Regions from separate parts of the Mus musculus genome. Here regions 1, 2 and 4 are each linked to region 3. A link is a contact called in public HiChIP or PLAC-seq, capture Hi-C and promoter capture Hi-C data. All regions are on one chromosome and are shown on one strand. The core of a region is the stretch at or near the end of the contact, and the rest is flanking DNA. Distances in the headings are between cores, read along the strand shown.

What was found. Promoter capture Hi-C pulls out the DNA fragments that hold promoters and counts their contacts. HiChIP or PLAC-seq counts read pairs in DNA pulled down with a chosen protein or histone mark. Capture Hi-C pulls out chosen DNA fragments and counts their contacts.
Region 1: an H3K27ac HiChIP or PLAC-seq map of embryonic stem cells shows a contact between it and region 3, with 4 times the contacts expected there. The contact joins two enhancer-like sites. A contact is called at or near these places in 5 of 39 promoter capture datasets (the 3T3-L1 cell line, the C10 cell line, embryonic stem cells and 1 more), 3 of 484 Hi-C or Micro-C datasets (the N1E-115 cell line and embryonic stem cells), 1 of 115 datasets of contacts at active chromatin or transcription factors (embryonic stem cells) and 2 of 9 other capture datasets (embryonic stem cells and liver).
Region 2: a contact with region 3 is called in a capture Hi-C map of embryonic stem cells, with 3 times the contacts expected there. The contact joins two enhancer-like sites.
Region 4: a contact with region 3 is called in a promoter capture Hi-C map of embryonic stem cells, with 6 times the contacts expected there. The contact joins the promoter of Tbccd1 here to the enhancer-like site in region 3. A contact is called at or near these places in 9 of 39 promoter capture datasets (the 3T3-L1 cell line, the C10 cell line, cranial neural crest and 4 more), 1 of 484 Hi-C or Micro-C datasets (cortical neurons), 17 of 115 datasets of contacts at active chromatin or transcription factors (the NIH/3T3 cell line, bone marrow-derived macrophages, cardiomyocytes and 11 more) and 1 of 9 other capture datasets (adipose tissue).

The regions. Positions count from the first base shown.
Region 1 is chr16:22,937,664-22,945,209 of GRCm38.p6, forward strand. Fetub (fetuin beta) reads left to right here. Exons shown (of 8, transcript NM_021564.2): 7 at 184-294; 8 at 1,613-2,105. The coding sequence ends at 1,972. Among named protein-coding and RNA genes, the nearest start is that of Hrg, 9.6 kb to the right of the region's middle. Within about 2 kb of position 4,353, at least 8 of the 459 cell types and tissues checked have an H3K27ac peak or open chromatin away from gene starts, as enhancers often do. A contact at or near this core is called in embryonic stem cells, where this site is marked.
Region 2 is chr16:23,017,799-23,024,947 of GRCm38.p6, forward strand. It overlaps Kng2 (kininogen 2), which reads right to left. Exons shown (of 11, transcript NM_001102409.1): 3 at 7,042-7,123. Among named protein-coding and RNA genes, the nearest start is that of Kng2, 7.7 kb to the right of the region's middle. Within about 2 kb of position 2,898, at least 16 of the 459 cell types and tissues checked have an H3K27ac peak or open chromatin away from gene starts, as enhancers often do. A contact at or near this core is called in embryonic stem cells, where this site is marked.
Region 3 is chr16:22,308,405-22,315,547 of GRCm38.p6, forward strand. No RefSeq gene overlaps it. Among named protein-coding and RNA genes, the nearest start is that of Tra2b, 46 kb to the left of the region's middle. Within about 2 kb of position 4,482, at least 8 of the 459 cell types and tissues checked have an H3K27ac peak or open chromatin away from gene starts, as enhancers often do. A contact at or near this core is called in embryonic stem cells, where this site is marked.
Region 4 is chr16:22,853,424-22,860,147 of GRCm38.p6, forward strand. It overlaps Tbccd1 (TBCC domain containing 1), which reads right to left and starts at 4,246. Exons shown (of 8, transcript NM_001081368.2): 1 at 3,922-4,246. It overlaps Dnajb11 (DnaJ heat shock protein family (Hsp40) member B11), which reads left to right and starts at 4,422. Exons shown (of 10, transcript NM_001190804.1): 1 at 4,422-4,686. The coding sequence starts at 4,619.

The sequences.
Region 1 (7,546 bases), core at 3,103-5,602, 630 kb after region 3:
AGAATCGAGCTGCACTCAATTGTCTTTAGATAATTCACAGGGACCTGGCTGGGAGCCCGCCATTTTCCAAGGCAGGAGCAGAAAACCATGGCACAGCTATGCCTTACGTAAGCGGAAAGGGAGGGGCTTGCATCTGCGCTCACCTGTAACTTAATGCCCACATGATGCCTTTCCTTCTTTTAGCCCGTTGGTATTTGCCAAGGTTCTACGGTCCAAAGTTCTCTGAGGCACGTTCCTCTGATCCAACCCGTAGAAAAGTCTGTCACTGTGACTTGTGAGTTCTTCGAATCTCAGGTATTTATCTTTTTAAAAACAATGTTATTGTGTTTTTGCACAACGTAAGCGTATTGAGCACATGTAACATGGCACACATGTGGAGTCAGAGGATAACATGGTGTAGTTTGTTCTTTCCTTCCACCTTTACATGGGGTCTGGGGAGTTGAACTCGGGTCGCTGGGCTTGCAAGAGCATGATGTTCCATGCTGAGCCCTACCATTCTAACCGCCCCCACTCTGTGTTTTTCAATGAAATCAGGTGATGTGTTTCTAGGTGCCTATTTCCCAACCTCTTCTGGCTTCCCCCAAGATTCAGAATCACTTTACTTAGGCTCTGTAAACCCACACATATAGGAGATGAGCGTACCCTACTGTTTTAGGTCCAGTGGCAGCAGGTGCAGAATAAGGGAAGAACACTCAGGAACAACACAGTGAACTACACACTTGCATAGCCTAAGCCTTCAAGGTGCTAAATCCAGTGTCTCCAAGAAGCCTCTCTCACCTCAGAGAGAATCACTTCCGTGAACATGTTCATTCTCTCTCCACAGACACTAAGTTCTTCCTGAGACGTAGCCTGATCTAGTCAGACAGGCTGCCTGGGCTTCCTCCCTGCTCTGTCCCTATAAGCTCTGCTGCCACCCCTTACCTGTCTGGGACTTGGTACCCTCATCATCTGCCTGTTGTGATATCTAAGACCAGTGAGAAGGTTTGGATGCAGGGCACTATACTGGGTGTGGCATGAAACAAACAGTAAAAGAGGCCACCTGCTGCCACTCCTGGGAGCAAAGGCAACTCCCTGGGGACCCTGAGTACATCCTTTGGCCCCTCTGAACCACTGCTCTGAAGTGAACGGCCTCATGTCCAGCATCTGCAGGTCTTAGTTCTAGCTGTCCCTTACGTGTTTTGTTGTTGATCTTTCTGTCAAGAGGCCTGTTCCTGAGCTCAGTGGTTCTCAACTGCAGGTGGCAACACAGGGGTCACCTAAGACCATTGGAAAACACAGATGTTTACGTTATGATTCATAAGAAAAGCGAGGTTATGAAAATAATTTCACCACAACATGAACTGTCTCAAAGGGTCATGGCATTAGGAAGGTTGAGAACCACTGGTGTATCTGGCTTCTCTAAGCATTCAGAAATGCTCCAAGCAGAGACAAGTGTGTTAGCCCAGGCCTGGAAACCCAGCACTCAGGAGATGAGGTTGGAAATGATGAATCTGAGCCTGGGCTAGCTTAAGACCATGTAACAAACATGCAGTCACAAAACAGCTTTGCCTGGTGTGGGTTATGGCAGGGCATTCCCTGTAGACTTCTGCATCTAACAACATTGTTATTTCAGGCTCAGGTCCCTGGAGATGAGAACCCTGCTGTTACCCAGGGCCCTCAGAAACTCCCTCAGAAAAACACGGCCCCTACCAGCTCCCCCTCCGTAACTGCACCAAGAGGATCCATCCAGCACCTCCCCGAACTGGATGATGAGAAGCCCGAGGAGTCCAAGGGAGGGAGCCCTGAGGAAGCCTTTCCTGTGCAGCTGGATCTAACCACCAATCCCCAGGGGGACACACTAGATGTCTCCTTCCTGTACCTGGAGCCTGGGGACAAGAAGCTGGTGGTGCTGCCTTTCCCTGGAAAGGAACAGCGCTCCGCCGAGTGCCCAGGGCCCGAGAAGGAGAACAACCCTCTGGTTCTCCCACCCTGAGACTCCCTAGCAGGGTTTCATAGGGCTATGGTCCCCAGCACTAAATGGGAGGTGGTGGGGATTGGGAAGGACACAGACAATGAAATGTAGACAGGCTAATAAAGTGTGTCCTTTTGATGCTTCTTGGCTTCAACCTGTTGACTGAAACTGGAAATGAGACTAAATGCCCATGCTGGAGCACACTGGTTGGGTTCTGTATGCTGGGCAGCATCCTGTACAAACTGCCCAGACTCCAACTACCTTTTCATTTCTCGTTCCCTTTTTTAATCCTTTTAACATCTTTACTTATGCAGCACTGCCATAATACACATAAACCAGAAGGGCTATAATGTAACTAGAATATTTAACCTAACGGGTCTACCGGAATCTGAGGCTTACTGTTGTCACAAATGCTCTTTCCACAGTTTGTGACTATGATTTCAGTCTCTAGTAACTTTTGTCTTTTTTATGGTAAAAGGGCAAAAATTTCTTAGATGAGGTGCTATAGATATCCTCCAGCTTTCTTTTTAAAAATTATTTAAACATTTATACAGTATATTTTTATCATTTTCTTCTATTCTCGATCTCCTCCCAACTTCATGTTCTTTCTCTCTCTTAAAAGAAGGGGGGGGGGCACATACACACACAACACCAAACCTCCTCCCAAAGGCACAAAGGAAACAAAAACAAGCAAATCCATGGAGTCCATTTTTTTGTTGTTGGCTAATTACTCCTGAGCACGAGGCCTGTCCTGGAGTGTGGCCAATATGCACAGTGTCACTCCACTGAAGAAAACTGATTTCCCCTCTCCTAGGAGTTGTCATTAATTGCAAATAGCATTCTAGTTAGTGGCATCCACTCCCCTTCTCCATGCTGGAAGTTCATCTGGTTTGGGTTTATGCAGGTCTTGTGTGTGATGTCCCAGACTCTGGCTCTTACAATCTGTATTACTCTCCACACATGGTCTAGTTTGTGGGTCTCTGCATTAATTACCACCTATTTCAGAAGAGTAAGCTTCTCTGCTGAAGGCTGAGCAATACTCTGATCTATGGGTATTAGCAACATGTCATTTGGAGTCATTTTATTCTTATGTTCATTTAGCAGAATAATAGTAGTAGGTTTTCCCCTGGGTCCATTAGCATGTTGGATATGGGTTCCATCTCATGGAGCAGGGCTTAGCTTCACCTGAGAAGTGAGTGGTTGCTCTCACAACATCTGTACCACTATTGCACCAATGAGTATATGTTGCAGGCAAGTTGCTATTTTAGATCACAGCATTTGAAGCTATGAGAGATTGGTTATTACTGTGTGCAGAGCACCTTCCAACACCACGAATCCTATTCAGTAAGGTGAAGCTGCTGAGTACCAGCTCAACTCCTCCATGTTTGATAACATAAATACTTATTGCTTTGTCTCCTAGTTCATTGAATTACTGTCTCTATATGATATTATATATAATTATATATAATTTATTTTTATTTTGTGTTCATTGGTATTTTGCCTACATGTATGAGGGTATCACAAGCCCTTGAACTGGAGTTACAGACAGGTGTGAGCTGGCATGTGGGTGCTGGGAATTAAACCTGGAACCTGGATCCTCTGGGAAGAGCAGACAGGGCTTGTCTTAGTTAATGTTTCATTGTTTTGAAGAGACATCATGACCAAGGCAACTCTCATAAAGGGAAAGAGTTAACTGGGGCTGGCTCACAGTTTTAGAAGTTTAGTCTATTATCATCATAGGGGGAAAGCATGACATTGTGCAGGCAGACTTGGTGCTGGAGAAGCCGAGAGTTCTACATCTTGATCTGAATGCATTAGGAGACTGTCCTATATTCCACACTGGGCAGAGTGTGAACAGATATATGACTTCAAAGCCTACCTCCACAGTGACACACTTCCTCCAACAAGGCCACACCTCCTAACAGTGCCACACCAATGGGCCAAGCATTCAAATACATGAGTCTATGGAAGCCATACCTATTCTTAACTGTTAAGCTATCTCTCCAGCCTCTGAAATTTTCTTCACATTTCTCCTAAACTAATTACTTTGAACTCTTTGTCAACCAGCCTCCCCTTAAAGGCCTAGCCTGGAATGCCTGTACTATTTCCAGCCCTCAGCCTCTTTTTATGTGCCTTGAAAGTCTTGGGTTGTCTTAGTTAGGTAGGGTTTTACTGCTGTGAACAGACACCATGACCAAGGCAACTCTTATAAAAACAGCATTTAGTTGGGGCTGGCTTACAGATTCAGAGATTCAGCCCAGTATCATCAAGGTGGGAACATGGCAGCATCCAGGCAGGCATGGCACAGGAGGATCTGAGAGTTCTACATATTCATCTGAACACTGCTAGCAGAAGACTGGCTTCTAGGAAGCTAAGACAAGGGTCTTAAAGTCCAAGCCCATAGTGACACACCTATTCCAACAAGGCCACACCTTCAAATAGTACAGCTACCTGGGCTAAGCATATACAAACTATCACAGGGGTATTAACAGTAGCCCTGCTCTGTGTGTGTGTGTGTGTGTGTGTGTGTGTGTGTGTGTGTGTGTGTGTGTGTGTCTGTCTGTCTGTCTGTCTGTCTGTCTGTCCTGTGCCATCCATTGGAAACAGAAGATACACTGAAAGTATAACAACATAAAAACAGAATTCTAGGCCTTTAGGCCCAGGCTTGGGAATGTGGCCTTTGTAAAGGTATGCTAATCATAAAACAAATAGTGACATTCCTCCATCCACCCACTTCCTGGGTTCAAAGAGTGCTCATTCAAAGAAAGTCACCCAGAACCTGCAATGCAAATGTGCTATTGTTAGGGGCTCTTAGAAGCTGTCTTGAGAGTTAACAATTACCAGGTATTCCTTGTGACTCTTGTAACTTTACACTTCCTTGTGACTCTTAACTAGTATCTTTGGTATCTTCCAACAACACCCTCCCCACTTCCTTAAGTTGTGGTTTCTTCCTTTAAATACCCCCTTACCCAGCTACTCGGGGCGCCACGGTCCTCTACCCCTGCGTGGTGTATGACCATGGGCCCGAGAGCTCTCTTGAATAAAAATCCTCTTGCAATTTGCAGCAAGACCCGTTTCTTGTGGGTGATTTTGGGGTGTCGCCTCTCCTGAGTCTGAACGTGGGGGAGTCCTCACGTTGTGGGTCTTTCAACACCACTCTCCATTGTTATACAAACTCTTAGAACAAACATCAAAGAGACTGAAGGGTCCATCATGACATTCAATTGTAGTCTTCCCTTTTCTATATTTAAAAAAAAATCATGAGACCAATTTCCTCTGTTAGAAACACACACACACACACACACACACACACACACGATCACTCAGGATCTGACTAAAAAGCAGAATGGCAAATCAATCCAACCAAAAATGTATAGGTAATGGCCTGCAATAAACACTTTAGACCAGAGAAGAGAAGGACAAAAGATGTTGCAATACCTGGAGAATAGCCGTAATAGGAGACCTTTAGTATCCCAGGCCACAAAGGCAGGTAGGAAGAGAGGTGGTACTACCCAAGCCCAGTATGAGCTGAACTATGGATCAGATCCTGCCTGGAAAGGACAACCTTGGTAATAGAATAGAGAACCTGAGACTGATCAACTCCATAAATATGCTGCCTTTTTCCTCCCTCAGTCCAATCTTCTCTAGACATTGGCTCTTTGAGTCCAATAGTAAACCAACCAGTACAGAAGCTGGCATTTGCTAATCCCTGTAGGCTTAGAATTTTCAAAACCTACTTTAATAAGGGTTTTCAAATGCTCCAAACCCCCTTCTAGCCCACCATCTAAATGTAGGGGAGAAAAGATGGTAAATAGAACAAGGGATGTAGACCTGTTTAGAAGTAGTTCTTGCAGGCGTTCTCTCAGTAGCTCTTTCAGTTGTCAGGATACCAGTAGTCCAGTTCATTAGTGTCAGGATACCAGACACAAATTAGCAGCAGTGGCATGATCCAGCAGAAACAGCTAGGCCTTCACAGAATGGGCATGAATCATTGGGAGTGACCAGAACTTACTGGGGTGCCAGAAGTTCTCTACTATGCCTCCCTCAACTAAGCAAAGATGCAAGACCAACCAAGCATTGCAAGGCTAGCTATGTAAGTGCCCCATCATTGTTCACTGAGTACTATTTATACTCTCTCCAAACATCATGTGTCCTCATGAGGGTCTTGCCTTAGCAAAACACCATGTGAGTCCTCCTCAGCAAGATACTGAAAGGAAATAAAACTGTAATTCATGTAATGTATGTTAAATAGCCCAAAGAGTTGTTTGTGAGCTTTAAAACCTGGGGCTGAGAACACAGCAGAACAGACCAGGACATGCCCGGGCAAGCCCATCGCCTCCCTAGCTCCCACCCCTCTGACCTAAGTTAAATGTTACAGGCTGCTGATGTTTAAATGGACCAATCATGTGAAACCGCGCCAATTCCTTCCCCAGCCCACTCCTTTTCTATAAAAACCCCTAGCTTCCAAGCCTCGTGGTCGAATCCACTGTCTCCTGTTGTGTGAGATACGTTTCGACCCGGAGCTCCGCCATTAAAAAACCTCTTGTTGTTACATCAAGGTGTTGTGTTCTATTCGCGATTCTTGGGTGCACGCCGAATCGGGAGCTGAGTGGGGGTTTCCCCACTGAGTTCTTTCAATACCATGTGAATCTGCATCACCTGACACAACCAGAAACTTGTACTACAAATCCCTGGGAATCCTGGGAAATAGGGCCAGATAGAGAAAGTCAAACAGAGGTAGACCTGGGAGCAAACAGAGAAAGACCATCACCCGTCCCAGCAGAGGATTTTCCTAAGGGTAATCTACAAGCCACACTGAAACAAAGATGGAAAGGACCTTGGGCTTTGTAACTCCCTCTAACTGTGACCTTCTTCTTTTCTTGACTGAATTCTTGGATTAGGCTGTTCTTGTACTCAACACTCCTTGTCCACCATTCTTTTTTTCTCACAAACTACTAATTGAATGCTAAGAACATCCTTAGTCTAAAGTCAAATCAGGGTTTTTGTTTACATCTACTTCTGCTCTTTGAGCTTTGGTAATGCTGGCTTGATTTTCAAACTTTCTCAAGTAGACATCATCCTCACTTCTGTGTGTTTTGTAGGGGGATTTCCCCTACTTATTTGAATGGCTAATAAAGACAAGAAGCCAATCATTGGGCGAAAATAAGGAGGCAGGTTTTCCAGGTCCCAGAGAGGAAGAGGAGGATAAGAGAGCAAGAAAGGAGTTTTGGGGTGAGGTGGTAAAGAGAGAGGACACGCAGAATGTAGGCCACAGAGATGTTAGACCTGGTGGCAGCCTGTGCCACCAGAAGAATTCCAACATAGAATAGCTGATGATCTTAGGACAATAGATTCCCATTCCTCTCCCAACATGTGTCATCTGGTTATGACACATAAATATTAATCTTAAATATTAAGATTGCTGGTGTTTTCCATTCTCAACAATTCAGGTGGACAAGTGAGAGGGTGTAGCCACGTGGTGGCCATTGGCAGAGCCTGCCACGGGGTGGATGGATGATGAAAATCGAATTTGAACATAGCTCCAGGTGTTCTCAGGAGGGACATTTGCTGGGCAGCTTAGCAAAGACAGCCAGA
Region 2 (7,149 bases), core at 1,648-4,147, 710 kb after region 3:
TTCAGATTGTTCAATATTGTTTGCTGCTGTTATTCAATTTAATCTTTAACCTCTCCTTCATATGACTGTACGGAAGAACATTATTTTGTCATGTGTGGCTTATCCCTGTGATTGTATACAGCTTGACCTCATGAGAATCCTACTGAGCTGACCTTTCTGAACCCTCACAGCAAATATTATCTGAAGCTCTGAATAAAGTTGGTTATTTCTCGAGACTGTAGTGTGCCTCAGTTATCAGCTCCATTCCCACACCCTTTAGAGTGGTGAGTTTAGCTGAGCTACATCAATAGGTGCCTGTTTTAATATATCTTCATGGCCACGGTAATACACTAACTCACCATTTTATAAAATGGAGCACATTGCAGATACATTATTTCTTTCAAGGTTAAAGAAAACTCCCTGACACCTAACTATCTGATAAAGTCAGTCGAATCCTGTGGCTCCTGGAGAAGAGCCCTCCCCCTGAATAGGATTGTCTTTCCATTGTTTATGTCACACAGTTTTTTTGTTATACTTGCTAAGCTTTACATTCAGTGTTTGTCATCTAAAAGAAATCATTGTGAGGTGATGTGCTGACCAGAAAGTATTCCTCTTTGTTTTCATATGAGTAGAACACAAGGCAAGAGGCTTTCTCATTAGTCAGCCCAAGAGGAGCCTTTCCTAGCCATCTGCCCTTGCTATTCCCTTGCAGGTGCTGTGCTAGGTTCTAGGGAGACATTAAGTGTCACATCTGTGAGGCAATGACAGTTAGGTACAAAGGACAGAGTGTAGACAGATAATTTCATGGGGTGGGCAAGAGCTAGGAAAGACAGGAGGCCAGAATGTGGTGAGGGGGACATCTATGGAAAAGATGAGCATGCTGAGCTAGAAGGAAGAAGGTGGCAAGAAGCATCAATAAGACATGTGAGAGGGGTGGAGGCAAAGAGAAGGGGCAGATGGCACTGAGAAATCAGGATGGGAAAGGAACCATAGTATGGGAGATGGCATCTATTCAGTTTGCCAGAGTGTCCAGTGTGACACAGAGAGGGCCAGTTTGATTTAGGGACTGTCAGAGAGAGAAGACGGTGCTCCAGGCAGGAGATACTGACTCTGTTTAGAATCACTGTCTACACCCAAAGCTCACAAGTTCTTTGGTAAATCTCATGAAAGCTGTAACCTCTCCCCAGGAAAATGCAAATATCCCAGGATTTACACAGGATTTTAGGGTTCCCATAGGCTCTCAGTAGAGAAGAATATGCTAATGTGGGATGAGGAACCCACTCAATGGTTTGCAATAAAACGATGTCAAATATTTTTATAGGTATTTATATTAAATTACCAAGGTGAGAGCCCTGTCTGATAGAGGATGGCTGCAGAGTGAGTGGTATGGTCAGCAGAGATGCCACCTCAGGATCCTTACCTCTTGGAACACACTTCCTGGGTGCCTACTGTCCTTGGACCTCTCCTCCCACCTCTGTCTCTCTCTCCCTCCCTCCTCCCCTCTTTCCTTTTGAGACAAGGCCTCATATACCCTAGGATATCATATCCCCCAGTGTGGGAATTACAGGTGTGCACTATCATATTTGGATGTAGTTGGATCTTAAATGTGCCACAAAATCCAATTTGTCAAGAGCCATTATAGATCAAGCTAATAACTAGTAGATGATCTTCCTGAGATGACCACCTTAGATTAACATCTATGATGGAACTCTAGTAGGCCCAGGGGAAAATCATTTTAGCAAAGATTCTTGCTATTAATATGCTTTTCCTGTTATTATTAAATAGATATGACAATCTCTAGGTATTAGCACCCCCTCCCCTTTGAACAGATTTCGACAGACTTTGAAGTTATACTGTCTTGTTATGATACTATATAGACTAATAGATGACTTTTCAACTTTTTATGATGATCCTATAGAATTCTTAAAATTATATCAGTATTTATTAAGCTCTTTTATAGTGGGACTGCTATTAGGTTCCCTTCTGATAGTCAAAACTGCAATGAGAATTCTGCCAGTCTCCCATTGTGTCACCAGTTAATTGCTTCTACTACTCAGAGCACATTTTAAGAGGTTGTAACAAAGGTCATTAAAAAGGAAGTAACAATTTATTATAAGTGCTTGGACAGAAGATAAAATATTGACTGGGTTTATCAATACAAAACTTAACTAATAACTTAGTTATGACTTTTAACTTTCAATGAACCTGGAGAGCTGTGACAGGTTATTGATTTTTAGCAAGATAATTACTCCTACTGGATATGCATGTAAACATTCTCAATTGCAAACTTCTATTTCAGTTTATGATTTGAATTTATGTGTGAAATTGTGGTAAGCTTTTTAGCATGTGATCATGTATTCTGAAAGATGAATAAGTGCTGAGGAAAAAGAGAAGAGTCAAAACTGAGCTGAGGAGAATTTTTTAGACAGAACTGAATTCAAGAAGAAGTATACGCATAGTATTGGGAGAAAAGGCATTGAGAGTAAGAGTATTATTGTGACACCAGGACAGGAGGAGAGAGCAAGCTTAAAAGGAGAATGCAGAGTGGAATTGCTATGTCCACTCCAGTGAAGTCTGCTTGGCAGGCTGAGAGGCCTGGAAGCACTCACGAGGCAGAGATTCAAGGAAACTCAACCTCCTGGAACCTTGGCATTCTCATAACCTGTATACTCATACCCTATCCCTGAGTTAGTCTGGTGTATGGATCCACGTGCTCTCTTTCAGTATTGTTTTATTATAAGTGTCTTTAAAGATTGAATTTTAACATAGGTGAACCTCCACCAGTGTTCCAACATCCTAGAAAATCCTTGAAGCCTACTAGCTTGGAATTCAGTAGGGATTCAGTGAGAAGGTTACCTATTCAGTAACATTCAAATTTACTTCTTCTAGTAGAGAAGGTGAAACTAATTAGGCATTACAAAGAAGGGAGCTAGAATAGCTCAGAGCTAGTCTGCAGAGTGATTATTTAGGACCGTAGCCAGTCTTACCCAAACAAGGGAATACACAATGGCCTAGCTAATAGATGGGTTTACCATGAAAGAGTTAGGGAATCCCACTGAGACAGGAATCTTCACTACAGCCTGGTATAGCAGGCTACATTGTTTATTAGAAGCAAGTTGGTGAATTCTTCTGACAAATGGAGATTCCCCACAGATACTTATAAGAACAGCCAAGTTTCACTCATGCAAGAATTTATCAAGGCCTAGGAAATAGGGGTTTGTGGTATTGCATTATTCATGAGAAGGTCTGCTAGAGCAAAACCCCCTGGTGCTAGCTTTCACAAGGCTCAAAGGAGTAGCACAAATTGTGACTAGGGTGTGAAATCCTTACCTGTCATTAGCTGACCCTAGGCAGGGCTGTTTTAACTTTACTGTAAATATTACCTGGTTCCTGTAAGTCCTTTTGAAGTCATTCCTTTGTTTTGTGCCAAGTAACTTCAATGTACTTTGTCTGCTGTGACATCCTACCCCTTTGTTTTCGGTATTATATAAGACTGGTGTTCACTTTGTGAAAATACACTCAGATTCTCCACACTCTCTCATGTCGCTTCTGTTTGTCACTCACCAACTCTATGCCCATTTGTCCAAGACTCTGATTCACACGGATCGAGGAGGGCCCACTGAGCCCGGTCCCTGGTATGGAATAACGTAGAAACTAGAGATAACACAAAAAACTAAGAGACCAATATGTAGAATGCAGAGGGAAAGAAGAAAAAAGAAGCTGCAGAGAGCAGCAGAATCAGGCAGACTTCCTCTTCCGTGGGACAGAATAGATCTTCTCTTAATAACAAAGCAGGCTTAGTCTTATTAAAGGGACAAAGCTTTCTTCTTACAAACTTGGGTTTAATTCATTTAGCATTAAAAGGTTAGAAGCTTTTTTCTTTCTCTATGCAATAAAGATTGGGGTTCATTTTTCATCCAGAATGACTGAGATCTTTCTACACTTACACTTGGGCTTTTGTTCCATATACATATGTAAGTATAGATGTAATTGTGAAAATGCATGCAAGCAGGCCCCAACTGATTTGAATGGGAATGTATAAATGCACATCCATGAATCTATATATATGTGAATTTATGCATATTTGCTTATGTAAAAGTTTTCCTTCTGTGAGTGTGAGCATGATTCTCTTGTCCTAGTGTCAATAAAAGTTTATTGCTTCAAACTTCCCCCTAATGTGACAAGCAAGAGGCATCTGGACAAAAAGGAAAGGCTCAAGCAATTAATCCATGGCTTAATCTCCTACTATTTTAAGATGAGGTGATAAGTGTGAGAGACTGTAGTTTCTGGTCTCAGAGAAACACAGGAGGAAAGTCAGCTAGACTAGCAAAGTAACTTAAACTTAGATAAATAAATTTTTATTATTATACATCAACCGTAAATATCTTGTAAGACATACTTTCCCCTCCACTGCCTCAAAAACAACCAATGAGAAAGAAGACCCTGTGGGGGCTGGCCCCTGGAACCAATTGAGGTAATTTTTTGCAGTAGCCAAAAGCTGACAACACAATAGGTGTGATCTAGTCAGTAGACTAAGTCTTGGGCTATTCTGCTGATATTCAACCCCCTACATTGCTTGCTGCTCAACACAGCTCTCCTCAGGACTGTGTGGTGTAAGGCATCTCTACTGCTGTCAGAAACTGTTTTCCCTTCTCTTCTTGCGGAAGAAGTTGGATCAGGGAACTGGGCAGTTTTACAACTGTAGAGAATTTGAAGGGAATGTTGGGCAACTCACAGATCAAATGAGGTGAAAGCCACAGGAGCTGTGGAGATGAGCAGGGTGGATTTACCCCCCCCCCACACACACACACACACACACACCAGCCAGCTCTCATTCAAGACAGAACAGAGTAGAAGAGAGCAGGTTTGAGGGACGGAAGAGTAAGAAGTGTGATGTTCCTCTCCTGGGTAACTGAGTGCCTTCCATTCTGCATATTTCTATACAGATGGTTTTCAAATAGGAATAGAACTTTTCATTGCTGATGGGAGCTGATGATCTCTTCTCTGCTTTGGGGTGATTTCTTTAAATGCAACTCCTTACTTCAAGAGCTGAAGTTCAGAGCCTTTGCAGGTTCTATATGGACAACTTAGGCCAGTGTTTGGAAAACATGCCCCTATGGTGAGTAACCATATCAAAGTCAAAGATGCTGGTCCGGGGCATATTCATATTCTCTCTCTCTCTCTCTCTCTCTCTCTCTCTCTCTCTCTCTCTCTCTCTCTCTCTCTCTCTCTCTCTCCCATTCTCTCTCTCTCTTTCCCTTCCTCCCTTTCTTTCTCCCTCCCTCTGTCTTCACCTTGTAGAGGCCAGCTCCAAGAAGGTTTTCATGATTGGCATCACCCAAACAAACTCATCCCTCTACAAACTTTGGCACCTTTACAACACTATACAAAATGATAATAATGGCTATATCTGTTCATAAGTTGCTTTTTATTTTTATTCTTTTTTAAAGATTTGTTTATTTATTTCATTTATACAAGTACAACTGTCGCTGTCTTCAGACACACCAGAAGAGGGCATCAGATCTCATTACAGATGGTTGTGAGCTACCATGTGGTTGCTGGGAGTTGAACTCAGGAGCTCTGGAAAAGCAGTCAGTGTTCTTAACCACTGAGCCATCATCTCTCCAACCCTTATTTTTATGCTTAAAGGAGGGTTTTTTTTTTCTTTTTTAACTAAGGACCTTCTTTAATCACTCTCCTACAGAGTATCTGTATAACCTTAGGTAAGTTACTTCACTGTTCAAACTCAGTTTCCTCTTTTGAAAAATGAGGCTATAACACCACACTGACTGACCTATAGTAGTTGGAGGAGTTAATGTATGTAAAGTCCCCAGATCATAAGTGCTCAGTGAGTGTCAGCACATTGCATGTTTAGATTTATCACCTCATTTCCTAGCATCCCATCCTGTCAAGGGTGCAGTTCTATCATGGCCTTCCGAGTGAAGGAAAAGGAAGATGATAAAAATTTAAAATGAAGCTGGATTTGGAGGTGTACAACTTTAGTCCCCGCACTGAGGAAACAGAGGGAGGTGGACCTCTAGACCATCCTGGTCTAGAAAGCCAGCTCTAAGACAGTCAGGACTATTGTTACACCAAGAAACAATAGTCCTTTAAAAAAAAAAAAAAGCGTAACCAAGAACAAACAAACAAGAAATGAAACAAACAAAAAAGAAGTGTTAAGGTTTGGTCTTTTGGTTTTTGTTGTAATGCTAAGTGCAAGCCCTCAGGACCTGACTGTCCCAGAGCACATACACCATGGCTGCAAGTTATTTCTGATTGATAAATAAAGATGCCAACAGCTAACAGCTTCATAGAGGAAACATAAGTAGGGCTTAGGTTTCCTAGGCAGGGGGTCAGACAGGGACCTCTAAGGAAAGGAAGGTGAAGAAGGAGAAGCCACCATGGCGTGGGTGAGCATCAAAAACATGGCTCTGTGGGCTGGCCAATTGGGGTTAAGAGCAATCCAGATGAAACATAGTAATTAATAATTTGACATTATTTATAGGAAATTAGATTCTAGCAGAATAGAGGGTAGGCGGCTGCCTGGCATTTGTACTGTTTAAGGCTTATTGCAAACATGAAGGTTGACTGTGTCTTTTATCCAGGAACTAAACAACCTAAAGTGAGGTAGAAACCCTGGGGCAGGATTAAATAACTTCTACAACAAAGAAGGAATGATTCCAGACCAGCACACACCTCAAAGCCGACACTCTGCTTCCTGTAGGATGCTCTGTAGGAATGGAGTCAGATTCGTGGTACCTCATCCTTCGTCAGCCCCGAACCCCTGCCTCAACCCGCCCCTAAAAGCACGGGAGTTAGGATAGGTCTCAGAGGATGATTGACACAGCCTAGACCAATCCAAAAACTTGGTGCAGTGCTACTCTGCCCAACATCTGCCACAATCCCAACACTGCAGATGCCACTGCCACCTTCTAGGAGGATGAAGCCAGCTAGTCTGGGTTGTGTTCTAGATTCATAGGAATGATTAACATCAACATTCCACAACCCCCAGGCTCCCACACACTGTCACCAACAGGCCAGGTCCCCAGACGTACCACCCACCTGGAGTAATCTTGCAGGTCTGGGTGACTATGAAAAACTTATTTTCTTTCTTCCCCATAGTTGCTGTGCATTCTCCAGTGGCCTACAAGAAAAGAAAGAGGGCATTTG
Region 3 (7,143 bases), core at 3,232-5,731:
ATGGACAATCTCCCCCTCTTGTCTCACCAGTGACAGGATGGATGTAGAGCATTTAGAAGTTTTGTCACCTTTAGTATTTTGTTTAAAATGATCACCCTCGTATGCACAAAGCGTACACCAGAGTAATACATTCAAACAAATGGCTCGCGAGAACATAGTCCTTGGGGTAGGCATAGATACTAAAGGGCACAAGTGTTTGGTTTGCTCAGTTTGGTTTGGTCTTTTCAAGACAGGGTTCCCCTGTGCAGTGTTGGCTGGCCTGGAATTCACAGGGATCTGCTCGCCTCTGCCTTGGTGCTGGGAGTAGAGGCAGGTGCCACCACTGGCCAGCTAAGGGCACAAATTTTAAAAACAACTTGAGGACCATGTATCCACATATAGTTTGGCCTAAAAGACCTACGTTATGCACTGGCCTTTTAACCTTTAAAACTGAGCCAAATCAAACTTGTATTTTATGAAGTTTAAAAAAATCTTTCTATAGAACTTTCTGAAGAATGTTTTATTGAGTGGACAAGCATATGCATTAGTTATGAAATTCAGCCAAGCATAGGGGCACATACCTGCAATCCCAGCACCCTGAGGTTGAAGCAGGTAGACTGCCTAGAGTGTAAGACCAATCTGGACTACATACTAGGTTCTAGGTGAGACCAGGCTACAGCCTGAGGCCTGCCTCAAAAAGCCAAGAACCATACCAAAACATTAAGAACCTCTTGAGTTTTGCCTCAAGATTGAGCATTTGCTCTTATCCATTTATTAGCCCATCCACTATATCGTCATTCGATTATCAGCTGCCCTGCATCTAAATTCTGCAACCCATGTTGTAGCATTGGTGTTGGGGTGCATTTGTGGATATCTCTCTCCTGTGCATTTCTTACTTAAGTGGTCCATTGGCCCAGGCTGATATGGTGCCCTCTCAGGTCTTGGTCACATTTATGACAAGCCAAGCTGAAGAAGCCATCTAACCATTTGGCTCCTAGTGAAACCTGGAACATCTCCTAAGGCTGGGGACAGGGAGCTGGGGCTGAGGCCTGGCACGGACAGGGGGAGATGAGGAAAGAAGAGCTCATAGTCCCTGCGCATCGCACGTGGGCTAGTGCTTCCCATCCCACACTTAATTGTCTTATTTGCTGTTCTCCTGGCGCTGAGTGACTTGTGTTTGTTTTGTTCTTGTGAGACAGGATCTCGCATATCCCGGACTGATCTGGAATTTCCTGTGCCTCCACCTCCCAAGTGCTGAGACAGCAGGTGTTGTATGACAAAACTTTTCCTAGGGAGATACAATACCCACTTCTACTCACCCCAGATAGGTAGCCCAATGGAACCCTATCTAAGGCAGTGATGCACCCTGTAATCCCCACACTCAGGAGATAGAGGCGGGACGATCAGAAGGTCAAGGTAGTTAGTGGCTACACTGCAAGTCTGAGGCGACCTAAGATACATGAGACTCTGTCTCCAAAGGTCACAAAAAAAGGAGGAGAGAAATAAAGGTTTGGATGGTTGGGTTGATAAAAACGAGCAACTCAAACTTTAAGGGCGAGGGGTGGTCTACTTCTGCAAAGGCAGGGAACCCCAACCTCTCTGAGGCAAGTTACACGCACTTCAGGGAGTGGCTGAGCAAGAACAGGCGTGGTAGTGCTTCGGGGAAGGAGATCGTGGCTTGGGATCTGATTCTAGAAGGCCTTCAAGATGACAAACAGGCATTCTGACGACAGATTTCAGCTCTTGGGAAATCACACTGAGGCTTGTTGTCTTCCTTGGTGCCTTTTAAAGGACTCCACACAGGAACTGAGCCTAGATGCATTGCCCCAAAGTGGTGGTGGTGGTGAGGGGACCAAAACCAAGCTAGGAATAGGTGATTCATTCCTCATCTGGGTGGTCCAGGCAGGGTTAAGGAACTGCTGTCCCTTAACTAACTCTCAGGTCAGCGGGTTGCTGAGTGGCTCTTCCTGTCTGGGACAAGGCAGGGGCAGTCACTGGCCAATTCCCACTGCTGTAGGAAAGCAGGAGTACTTTTAGAATGTTCAACTGAGCTTGACAGAGGGGGTGAGACACCCACTTTAGGCACATCTATCTCATACAGCAGGAAGGGAAAAGAACTTCACACACTAATCGAAGACATTTGAAGATGGCCAGGTGTGGTGGTTCCTTTAATCTCAGCACTCAGAGTTGCACTCTGTGAGTTCCAGGCTAGCCTAGTCTATGTAGTGAGTTCAAGGCCACAGGCCACAGAGCTACTCAGTGAGGATGACAAACCCTTTATGTGGTACTTGTAGAAGGAAGCAATGGAGAAACTGGACCAATCTTCCCCAGGCTCCTTCATGGACCACACCACCCTGAGTCTTGATGTGCCCTGACCTGTGACCCCCTACCTGCCTACCAATCTTGACCTTCCCATTGCCTTAACTCCTGTGTCTAATCCTTCCCACCTTCCAGGTGCTTGCCACTAGATGGCAGGGCAGGTCTAGATGAGACAAAGTTTCCAGAACCTCGGTCCAGGTAGATTTTTTTTTTCAGGGCTTTTTTTGGGGTGGGGATAGAGTCAAAGGAGTTATGTGGGGCATAACTCCTTCAGGTCTCTTGTTTCTATGCTCTCAATCACCTCCATGATCAGTTTACAGACTTGTAACCTTGGAACCTTCTCTGGGTCTGACACTAAACTAGATGTTATGTCCGTCTGTCCGTCTGTCTGTGGTGTGGAACTCGGGGAAGTAGAAAAAGAACAGCTTATTGCAAGGCCTCAATCCAGCACAGCCTACACAGGAGTCAGGAGGACAAGCCTTCAGGGTAGACAAAGGGTGTCATGAGCTCAGAGCACAGAGTCTCTTAAGAGCCACAGAGCCCCATGAAGGATGCAGGACAAAAGGGAGGAGGTGGGGATGATGCCCCAGGTGCCTGGGTGTGAACAGCACCCTAACACTGGCAACTCCTAAGATGGTGGCTTCCTGACATTAGGGCTTGCCTCCTTGAGCAGGTTGATTTGGTGGCAGAGTAGGGACTTCGTGACCTGACACTGTAGGTATCATGTGGGAAATGTCCTGATCAGGGGAAGGAGTCAGAGCAGGGTGACAGATCCTGCTCTTTGGCAATAGGGAAGTGTGGGCCTGTGACTGTGGGGCTGCAGGGGCTGCGCAGCTGTAGCTCCTGTCTGTGTCATTACAAGGGTCAAGCGCTTGGCCCTGATGGGATGGAAGGAGTCACCCAACAGCTACACATCTGTTGTCTGCAGTTAGGTCAGCCTCTTCTTTTTCTTCATTAATGTGTGTGGCAAAGACTGGGGAGACGATGCCTGCTCTTCCTGGCACGCAGCTGGGCCTCATTTCCTAGTACATTCTGCAGTGAACTGCAGCTGTGTAGCCGACTTACAGATGCTCCAGTTACGATCAGAAGTGATGCAGGAGCCGGGCGAGGGCAGTGCACATCTTTAATCCCAGCACTTGGGAGGCAGAGGCAGGCGGGGGCTCTGAGTTCGAGGCCAGCCTGGTCTACAGAGTGAGTTCCAGGACACTCAGGGCTACATAGAGAAACCCTGTCTCAAAAAGCCAAAACTGAACCAAAACAAACAAACAAACAAAAAAAAACCCCAGAAGTGATGCAGGATGCTTCTAGGCTTGTGCACAGCTCTTAGCTCTGTTGCAATGCTACTTCATCCTCACCATGTACTGATGCTCACAGAAAACTACATTTAGGGAATGGTGGCCCCAGCTACAGAAACTTCATGTCGAAGAACAGCCCCAACTCAAGAGATAAATAAATTAAATAAATAAACAAGCATATCTCTTTAAGGGGCTAACATGACGGTCTATTAGTTAAGAATGTGTGCTGTTCTTCCCAAGGAACCCAGTTAATTCCCAGCACCTGCACTGAGCAGCTTAGTCTACCCGTGACTCCAGAGCCCAGAACTTCGGATGCTTTGGACCTCCTCGGGAGGCACTTGCACTAAGGTGTTTGTGCACACGCACACAATTGAAAATGGTAAACATTAAAATATAAAAAAATCCCACAGATTAGAAATACCTACTTTGAACTTTATTTGAACCAGAAATGAATTTCCATACAACTAAGGGCAATTCACGTTGTGCCTGTTTTACAAAGAGGAAAAAGGGATCAGAAAGGTCAAGTAATTTGCATAATGTCACAAGGTTGAAAGTAACTATCCTGAGTGAGCCTGACTGTTCAACTCTCTAGCCCAAATCCTGTCCATGGCAATCTACTGCTTCCAGTGTGAGGGACTAGTTCCTCAGTGCCTACGCTGTGCTTTCTCTTCCTATTTAAATCACCCCTCTGTAGATTGGGGGTCTAAGTTGCAAACCTAACAGAGGAAAGAATCCAAGGATCCCATTCTATAGCAAACGGCATAGGAGGAAACCTGAGAGCCGGATAGGGCTGGCAGAGCTGGCTCAAGCTGCAGGGCCTGGGTTCAAGCTCAGGAACCTGGAAGTTCTAAAGAGTTTTTGATTTCTAATGACACTCCTGCTGATCCTCTGTGTCCCTCCCATCTGGGCTCAGAGGTGACCTCTATGAGCTGCCCAGAGAGGCCCCAGTTACCTCTTTGTTCAACAATGGCCGAGATAACAAAAGGAAATCAGATGCAGGTGAAAGTTTATTTTTAACATTTCTGAGGCCAATGGGGGGATTTAACAGGAAAATCGGAGCTTTTCTGCTGTCTCTCTCCAAAAGTGGCTCTCATGCTTTTGGCTAGCCTGGACTCCAGTGTGCTTGGATCTTATCCAGGGGCTGATGGGGGACAGGGTAGACAGTGTAGTCTTTCTGGGCCTTCTTTTGGCAAGAAATAGACATTTGGGAGCTGGGAATGCAGCTCAGTTGTTAGAGTGCATGATTGCCCATGCTAGAGTGCATGCCCATGTTAGAGTGCATGATTGCCCAAGGTTATCCTTGGCTATACAATGATTTTGAGGCCAGCATCAGCTATGCTGGGGGGAGGGGAGGAGAGATTTCTTTGTTTGAAGTTGGAGTTCAGCTTGCCTTCCCTGGCTGTGATCAACAGCTCTGGAAGCCCAGCTGCTCAGGACATCTCATATACATACCATCCCTTTACCCTTCCATCAAACGGGACTGACACTTGAACAAATGTGTGGTAAAGGGGATGTTTGTTGGGCTCAAGGACATGTGGCTTTAGTTACAGTTGGGGAGGTTGAGGCAGGAGGCAGGAGGGCTGCAAGTTATGTGTAGTCTGCTTAAGAAAAAAACAACAAAAACCCACCACCCACCCAAACAAACAACAAAACACAAGGGAAAAGACTGTTCTGTGAAACCCTTAGCCCATCGTCTCAGCTCTATGGTTCTCTGACTAGCAGGCTCACCACCTTCCGGTTGGAGAAATTGGTAGTTCCTGACTTCCTGTCCTGGCTAATAGCACTTCCTCCACGTACCCAGCATTCCCCACTTTCCTCGATAGCAGCTCCTAAAATTCAACAAGGGTCAACTCAAGGCCGAATCTCTCACAGGGCACCTTGTTCTGTTTTCTGGTTGTTTTGGCTTCTCTTCCTTCTCCTGCTCCTCCTCCTCCTCTTCCTGTCCCTTTGAGATAGTGTCTCACTATGTAGCCATAGCTGACCTAAAATCTGCTCTGTGGACTCAGGTGGCCTTGAACTTGTAACTAACCTGCTTCCTCCTGTGCTGTGACCAAATTCTCAAGCCACCACACCCAGCCTGTTTTCTCACTGTAAACAAATTTTAATTCTTTGAAACTTTCATACAATTATTTGATTATATTCATACTCTACTCCTGCCCCCTAACTTCCGATCCATTTTACTTTTAGTGATCTGTTGACTTCAAGCTGTGTTGCTCATGTACTCACTCCTGGATGTGGTGCCTTCCACGGAATTCAAGGAAAACCAACTCCCTCCCCAGAAGCCGTCTATCCTTAATAACTTCTCAGTTAGGGGTGTGAGCTTATTTTCACTCCATGCTAGAATGTTCACTGGCTTGACTTCACTCAAGCTTTGAGCAGAAAACCACAGGTTCATGGGTACAACACTCCTCCTCCTCCTCCTCCTCCTCCTCCTCCTCCTCCTCCTCCTCCTCCTCCTCCTCTTCCTCCTCCTCTTTTTTGTATATATGTCCATCCCCTGCCATCCCCACCCCTACAGGGTTTCAAGGTTTCTCTGTCTATCCCTGGCTGTCCTGGAACTCTAGACCAGGCTGGCCTTGAACTCAGAGACCCGCCCGCCTCTGCCTCTTAGGTGCTGGGAGCAAAGGTGTGCACAACCACAACCAGGTTTGTCTTCTTAATTTTTTTTCTTTTTGATATGATAACTTTACAGGACTGATCTTCTATTTTTTAAGATTTATTTATTTATTTATTTATTTATTTATTTAATGTATATGAGTATACTGTGGCTGTACAGACGGTTGTGAGCCTTCATGTGGTTGCTGGAAATTGAATTTTTAGGACCTCTGCTCACTCTGGTCAGCCCCCCCCCCACCCCCTTGCTCTGGTCCTGTTTGCTCTGGCCCAAAGATTTATTTATTATTACATTTATTATTATATTATTATTTATTATTAAATACACTGTAGCTGTTTTCAGACACACCAGGAGAGGGCATCAGATTTCATTATGGATGGTTGTGAGCCACTATGTGGTTGCTGGGATTTGAACTCAGGACCTTTGGAAGAGCAGTCAGTTGCTGAGCCATCTCTCCAGCCCTTGTCTTCTAATCTTTTAGAATAATGTACTTCTATTTTATGTGCATTGGGATAAGAGTGTCAGATCTGTCTGGAACTGGAGTTACAGTCAATTGAGAGCTGCCATGTGGGTGCTGAGAATTGATCCCAGGTCGTTTGGAAGAGCAGACAGTGCTCTTAACCACTGTGCCATCTCTCCAGTCCCTGTCTTCTAACTTTTCACAGGGACTTTGCCTGAGTACAAGCTTGGAATCAACGCTGACTTTTCTGTTAATCCCCCTGTCTGCCATCACAAAGTCCTTTCTTCCAAAGAGCTTTTGCATATTCTTGCTTAAACCTGAAGAACGTACTACTTTTGTTCCTATTTATAGAAGAAGAAACTGAGGCCTGGTGGGTAGCAGGACAGAATGTGGGTTGAGGTCTGGACAGTACGGCTCCAGAATGGGTACATATGACCATGAGAGAAGCTGCACTTCAGAGCAACCTGTCTGCGTGG
Region 4 (6,724 bases), core at 2,996-5,495, 540 kb after region 3:
ATGTGACTATGGAGCGCTTGAACTTAACTATGATTAACTGCAGTGCACACCCTGTGCCTGGCTATAAGAGACTTCCCTTTTAGTGTTTTGTTATGGAGGCTGCCCTTCTGAGGCTGTATGGCAGTTAACAGTTGCTAGTGGAGAGGCTCACCAGGCTGCCTCCCAGAGGATCTTCAGACAATTAACAGCAGCTAGGAGAAAACTTTTCTTGAGTGTTCCAGTTGCAAAATTGCCCAAGCTCCTCTAAGTAATTCTAATTAGAAACACACTTGGGTAGAACTGTTCCTTGGGTGGAGTGAAAAGCCCCCGGGTAAAGTTCACACACTAATCTTACTCTGCTTTTCCTCTTTCCATTCTCACCCACAGTGAACTTACCTAAGTGAACTATCTTAGTTCTTACTTGGTACTATTAGTGCCACATTGCACCCACAATGATCAGAGATCAAGGGATGACCTGCTTTTGATTTTTGTGACTATTACTGTATTTTGGACCCACACTTCGATAATGATTGTTTTTACAGACAACATTTATTCTCAGAGGAGTTTAAGAATTGTATCCAGTACCCCAAACACATGGGGCAAGACTTGGAATCATATATTTTAAGCCTTGAAAGATGACAACTGCCAGACCACAGATACCCAAGCCATCTGTCACAGTGGAGGGATAAAGGAGGCCTTCCCATGATAAAAACAGGATGGTGGAATTCATAACCAAAAGGCACCTGCTCCAGAAGGTATCAGAAGGAATCTGTCACAATGGAAAGAAAGATAAACATAGCCAGAAGGCCAAGAGAAAAGAAAAACCATGGAACAGAAGCTAAGTAAACAAGAGCTGGAAAATACCTACCAATATGGGATGGTTTGTACATGCATGGCCCAGGGAGTGGCACAGTTGGTGTGGCCCTGATGGAGTAGGTGTGGCCTTGTTGGAGTAGGTGTGTCACTGTGGGTGTGGGCTAAAAGACCCTTACCCTAGCTGCCTGCAGGTTAGTCTTCCACCAGCAGCCTCCAGATGAAGATGTAGAACTCTCAGCTCCGCCTGCACCATGCCTACCTGGATGCTGCCACGCTCGCACCTTGATCATAATAGACTGAATCTCTGAGCCTGTAAGCCAGCCCCAGTTAAATGTTGTCCGTAAGAGTTCCCTTGGTCATGGTGACTGTTTAGAGCAGTAAAACTCTAAGACACACTACAAATCAACAAAATGATGGAGAGTAATACTTATTTTCATTGATAATTGAATTTCTATTATCTTGATCCCCCAATCAAAAGACACAGGCTAGCAGACTGGATTAAAAAGAGGTAGGTAAGATCTACCTTTTTTGTTGCCTCCAAGAAATGCATCTCACCATCAACGACAGATACTACTAACCACCTTGGGGAGAAAGAATGGAAAAAGGTATTCAAAAAAAAAAAACAGATGGGTGTTGCTAATTTAGTATCTGACAAACTATATTTCAACCAAATCTATTCAGAAAAGATAAGGTCACTTTTAGTCAGCAATAATCAATCAAGAAGATGTTACTATTACAAATCATATATTCCCAAAACACAGACCACCCAATTATATAAAACAGATACTACTATAAATAGAGACAGATAGGATTGATTGAGAAGATGGCTCAGAAGTTAAGAGCACTGGCTGTTCTTACAAAGGACCCAAATTAATTCCCAGCACCCACGTGGCAGCTCACAACTGCCTGTAGCTCCTGTTTCAGGGGGTCTGACTCCCTCACAGACATATATGCAGGCAAAATACCAATGCACATAAAATAAAAATAAACTTTTAAAAAGTAAATATTCTATAAAAGAAAGACAGAGAATAGATGTGGACACAGATTAGCTCTAGCACAATAATGGAAGAGTTAAAGACCCCACTCTTGTCAGTACACAGGCTATCCTGACAACAAATAAACAGCAGAATTCAACAGCATCCTACATCACATAGACCTACCAGACCATCTACAAACACCCCCAGTCTTCTCAATATCTCATAGAACATGTAAGATGCAGCACATAACAACACACAAAGCAAGCCTTAACAAACACAGGAAAAATGAAATAATCTCATTATGTAATCTGTCATCAATAGACTAAAACTAGAAACCTCCTCGAGAGGAACTATAGAACACACACTAACTCATCAACTTCAATTCCAAGGGATTCTCCATCCTCTTCTGGCCTTTTTGAGCAAAAAGGCATGCACTCACTAGGTTACATGTAGGCAAAGCACCTGTCTTAGTCAGGGTTTTACTGCTGTGAACAGACACCATGACCAAGGCAAGTCTTATAAAAACAACATTTAATTGGGGCTGGCTTACAGGTTCAGAGGTTCAGTCCATTATCATCAAGGTGGGAGCATGGCAGTATCCAGGCAGGCATGGTGCAGGCAGAGCTGAGAGTTCTACGTCTTCATCCAAAGGCTGCTAGTGGAAGACTGACTTCCAGGCAACTAGAGTGAGGATCTTATACCCACACCCACAATGACACACCCATTCCAACCAAGTCACACCTATTCCAACAAGGCCACACCTTCAGATGGTGCCACTCCCTGGTCCAAGGCTATACAAACCATCACAGCACCCATGAACATCAAAATAAACCTTTTTCTTTCTCATTGAGGTTTTGGCAAAACATCAATGTTTGTTCCAGCACTATTCACAATAGCTAACTTACAGGATGGACTTAGGAGTTCAACAAGAGAATAAAGAAAATGTGGCTTATGTACAATGTTTTCTTCCAAACCATAGAAAATGCAGCTATAGGATACAAAAGATGGCTTAACCATTAAAGGTTAGGCTCACAAGCAAAAATTTAGGAATGCAATTTTGTTGTATACAGGAAAATGGATATAACTGGAGATAACTATCTTGTCTAGATGACTATCTTGTCTCAGAGAAACAAATACATGTTTTATCTCAATGTGTGGCTCCTAGATTTTATATAGGTACTTAAAATCACATATGTGTATATGGCAATGCCAAATCACCTAGAGAAACAAAAGGAATAACAGCACAGAGAGAAAAAGGTAAAAATATATACATTATACAGTTTGACTATACAAGAAAGTACCATATACAATGACTATACACAATGAAACATTTTTAAAAGGAAGGGAGTTGATTATTCTGGAACATGCTACGATATTTAATAGGTGAGGATATATATCATTAAATTAGACAGCTTTGTAAGTTACCATAGACTTGGCCTTTTACTTTGAGTGCAATGAAAAGCCACTAAAGGTTTTAAGCAGGAGAGGATGATTTGACATAGTTTTTAAAAAGCGGGAGTGCGCTGGGGATAGTTCAGTCCATAAAGCTTGCCACTTACTTGCCATACAAACAGGGGGTCTTGAATTCCGCCCATTGTAGCAACTGCAACAACAACGTCCTGGATTCCCAGCACTCAAGAGACAGAGACGGTTCTCGAGCTCCTGGGTCCACCAGCCTAGTCTAATCTGTGATCTCCAGGTTCCCTAGTGCGCTCCCGAGTGCACACAATCATAGGGTGGAGAGCAGAGGAACTTTAAAATAGTGTATCAAGATATGAAGTTTGGAGGCAGGGAGATCGGTTATGAGACCTTTGCAAGCAGGAGATAATTATGACTCAGAGGTGGAGCTATAGTGGACAAGCACACATTACGGTTCACTGATAAAAATCTGAATAGGTTATGCAGGAAGCTAAGCTGAGAAGCTGTCCTAAACAACTAGTTGTCTGAGGTAAACAAAACTGGAGAAAAGAGCAACCGATGAACAAGCTCTAGTGCCTTTTATTGATTGCATGCTTGCTGTGTGCAATTCTGCTAGGAAACTTGCAGGAAAAAAAAAAGTTTAATTAATTCCCAACACTGCCAGAGAACGCTTTGCCTTAGTTCTGTAGAAAACAGGTTCGAAAGTGGGGTGGAGATGGGGCTGCCTCACCGCTACGGAGTGCTGGAAGCCGAATCTTAACTTAAGTCGGTCTCTATGGCGGCGTCTCTACAAGGTACCAGGTCCCTCTTTTCCACGGTAGCGAGACTGTAATAAGTTAGTACTGGGAGAGCCTATCCCCAGGCAAGACGCCCCACGTACTTTGACACCTCCTGGGGTTGCACTTCGGTGAGCGCTCGCAAGTCACGTGTGCACATGGCGTAGCTTCCAGACTGGTAGTAAGACCTCTCTCAAGCAATTGGTCGGAATCGGGAAGGAGCCTCGCGATTGGTGGACATTCGGGTTTCCTACAGCAGCGCGCTCTTTCTCGGCTCCTAACTCTCTCCGGTTCTCAGCCGCTTCCGGGCGGCGCGAACCTCTGACGTTTTCTCTTCCCATTGGCCGGCGGACACGACGGCTGTTCTGCTGTCTGATTGGCTTCCCGCGCCGCCTCGGAGGTGAAGTGTACCGCGCTGATTGGCTGCGGAGTGGCGGCCGCGTGTGATGTCCCCGGCGGCGATTGGCCCACGCCTGGCTGCTCGCCGGCTCTGGGGCTCCCGGAAGGTGGCAGCTGAGGAAGGGGCGCGCTACCTGTCTCCGCGGCCGGGCAAGAGAGAGACCCCGGCGTGAGGCGGCCTCCCTGGGCCGGAAGGGCTGGTCAGCCGACGCAGCGGCACCGGAGGCTGAGAGGGTAGGACCAGGGGACGCCATGGCCCCGCAGAACCTGAGCACCTTCTGCCTGTTGCTGCTGTACCTCATCGGGACTGTGATCGCCGGGTGAGGAAGGGGGCTCCCGCGCGTGCAGCAAGAGGCCGAGGGGCGGCCCTTGCTGAGAAGGACGCGGGTGACATCGAGGAGTGAGGGAGGGGCACTGCCGGGTCGAGGGACAAGGGGGTAGTGTGGGCCAGGCTGGCGGTGCAGGGCCAGGTTTCCCCCAGGAAGAGCGGGGGTTGGTTGCAGAGCCAAATACCACGTTTGGGGATTGGAGGGAGTTAAGTGGCTGTGAGCAGAAGAAGGGAGGCGGACGTCTGAGGGATGAGGCTCTTGATGGAAATGAAGGAAGCGAGTGTCAAGCTGGGGTTGAGATTATAGATACGTCCTTGACGTCTGAGTTCCAGAGTGGGACTGTGGGTTACCCAGTTTGCAACAAGCCTCCAAAAGGCTGACACTAAAGTGGGTGGGCCATGATGCCATGTCAAATGAGGAGAGCAAGAAAGGAAGCCAAGCTCAGACTGAAGAAAGTTGGCTTGAGAGAGCAGCAAGACACTTTAGAGAGACCTTGTACTTCCCACCTTCTTGGGCTAACGAACCTGAACTGTCTTCTTGCCTCGCTGCCTCTCACCATGGTTCCTTCCTGAGCTGGATGGTCTGAGTGACAACAGTTCTCTAACAGGCGATAAAAACTGGGATTCTAGTCTCATGCCACTCTTAGGAATCCTACAAGCTTGAAGGAACTGTGTCAAGTTCCTGAAATCAGGGATAACTGTGCCAACTTTCAGGGAGAAAGAGCAGGCTTAAAGTTTCTCCCAGCATTTAAATGCATGCACGACCCTATAGATGTGGTGACTTAGGATATGGTATGTTGGACTTGTGTTCTAGAATGCCTTCACCCTCAATCCCTTCTTTGGGCTGATGAAAATAGGTGGGTCAGAACTCAAGGTCATTTTCAGCTATCGACTGAGTTCCAGATTTGCCTGGCCTATATCACATGCTATTTCAAATATATACATAACTGCAAAAATAAAAACACACCAAAAGCTCATAGATGTCAGATTTTGACAATTTATAGGTTGTTCATAATGGGAAACTCACTGCTTAGCATAGCTTTTAAAGTTATTTTCTTTATTTTGTTTTGTTTTGTTTGCTTTAATCTTATCATTTCTTCTTTGTGACATACTTTAAATTTCTCAAAGTTGACATTTCTTACATACACTTTATTGTTTTGTTCTTGTTTGATTAAGCCACGGAGTACCCAAGGTACATCAACATACGATTTTGCATGTAGGAGTTGAGGTATGCTGGTCTCCAACTCAATATGTAGCTGAAGGCAGCGTTGAACTCCCTCCTGATCCTTCAGTCGTCACTTCCCAAGTGTTAGACTTGCAGGCATGAACGACCATTCCTGGAAAATACTAATATTGTTAATACTATAGTCACTCATAAAGCAGCCTCTGGGGAAATAATGCTGACACTCAACTATATCAGCCCCCCCCCCCTTTTTCTTTCTTGTATTTTTCTGAGCTATCATTTAACCTTTTCACTCTTAAATCTTTCATTATTCTCTGACAGTTTCATATACACACATATACCTACCCACAACTCCTTGCTCCCCCCACACATATACTTGCCCTGGGCACACCCCAATATGTTCCCGTCCTAACTTCATGTACCTCTCTGAGTCCGGTTAGTTAGTGCTGCCTTCTCACATGGTGACTATTTGTATTGGCTTGCTCAGGTAGGTCTTGTTCAGGTAACCATATCTTGAGTGAATTCATGAATACCATTTGCAGAAGACAAAATTTGACAACACTCCTTCCCACCCTCTGTGTTTACATTCTTTCTGTACCCTCTACCCATGAACCTTCGGGAGTGTGGGAGAGGGGTGGAAGGTTGAAACACCATTCCATTTAAGATTGATGTCTCAATACTCACTCACTTATTCTCCATGCTTTGAACAGTTATGCTGTTGCATTAACTACTGCCCCTGAAGAAAGAGGTCTCTCTGTCCAAAAAGGAGAGTGGCATGGATTTAACCTTATATTCATGAATATAACATATAACCATGTATATATATTTGTGTGTGTGTTAATATAAC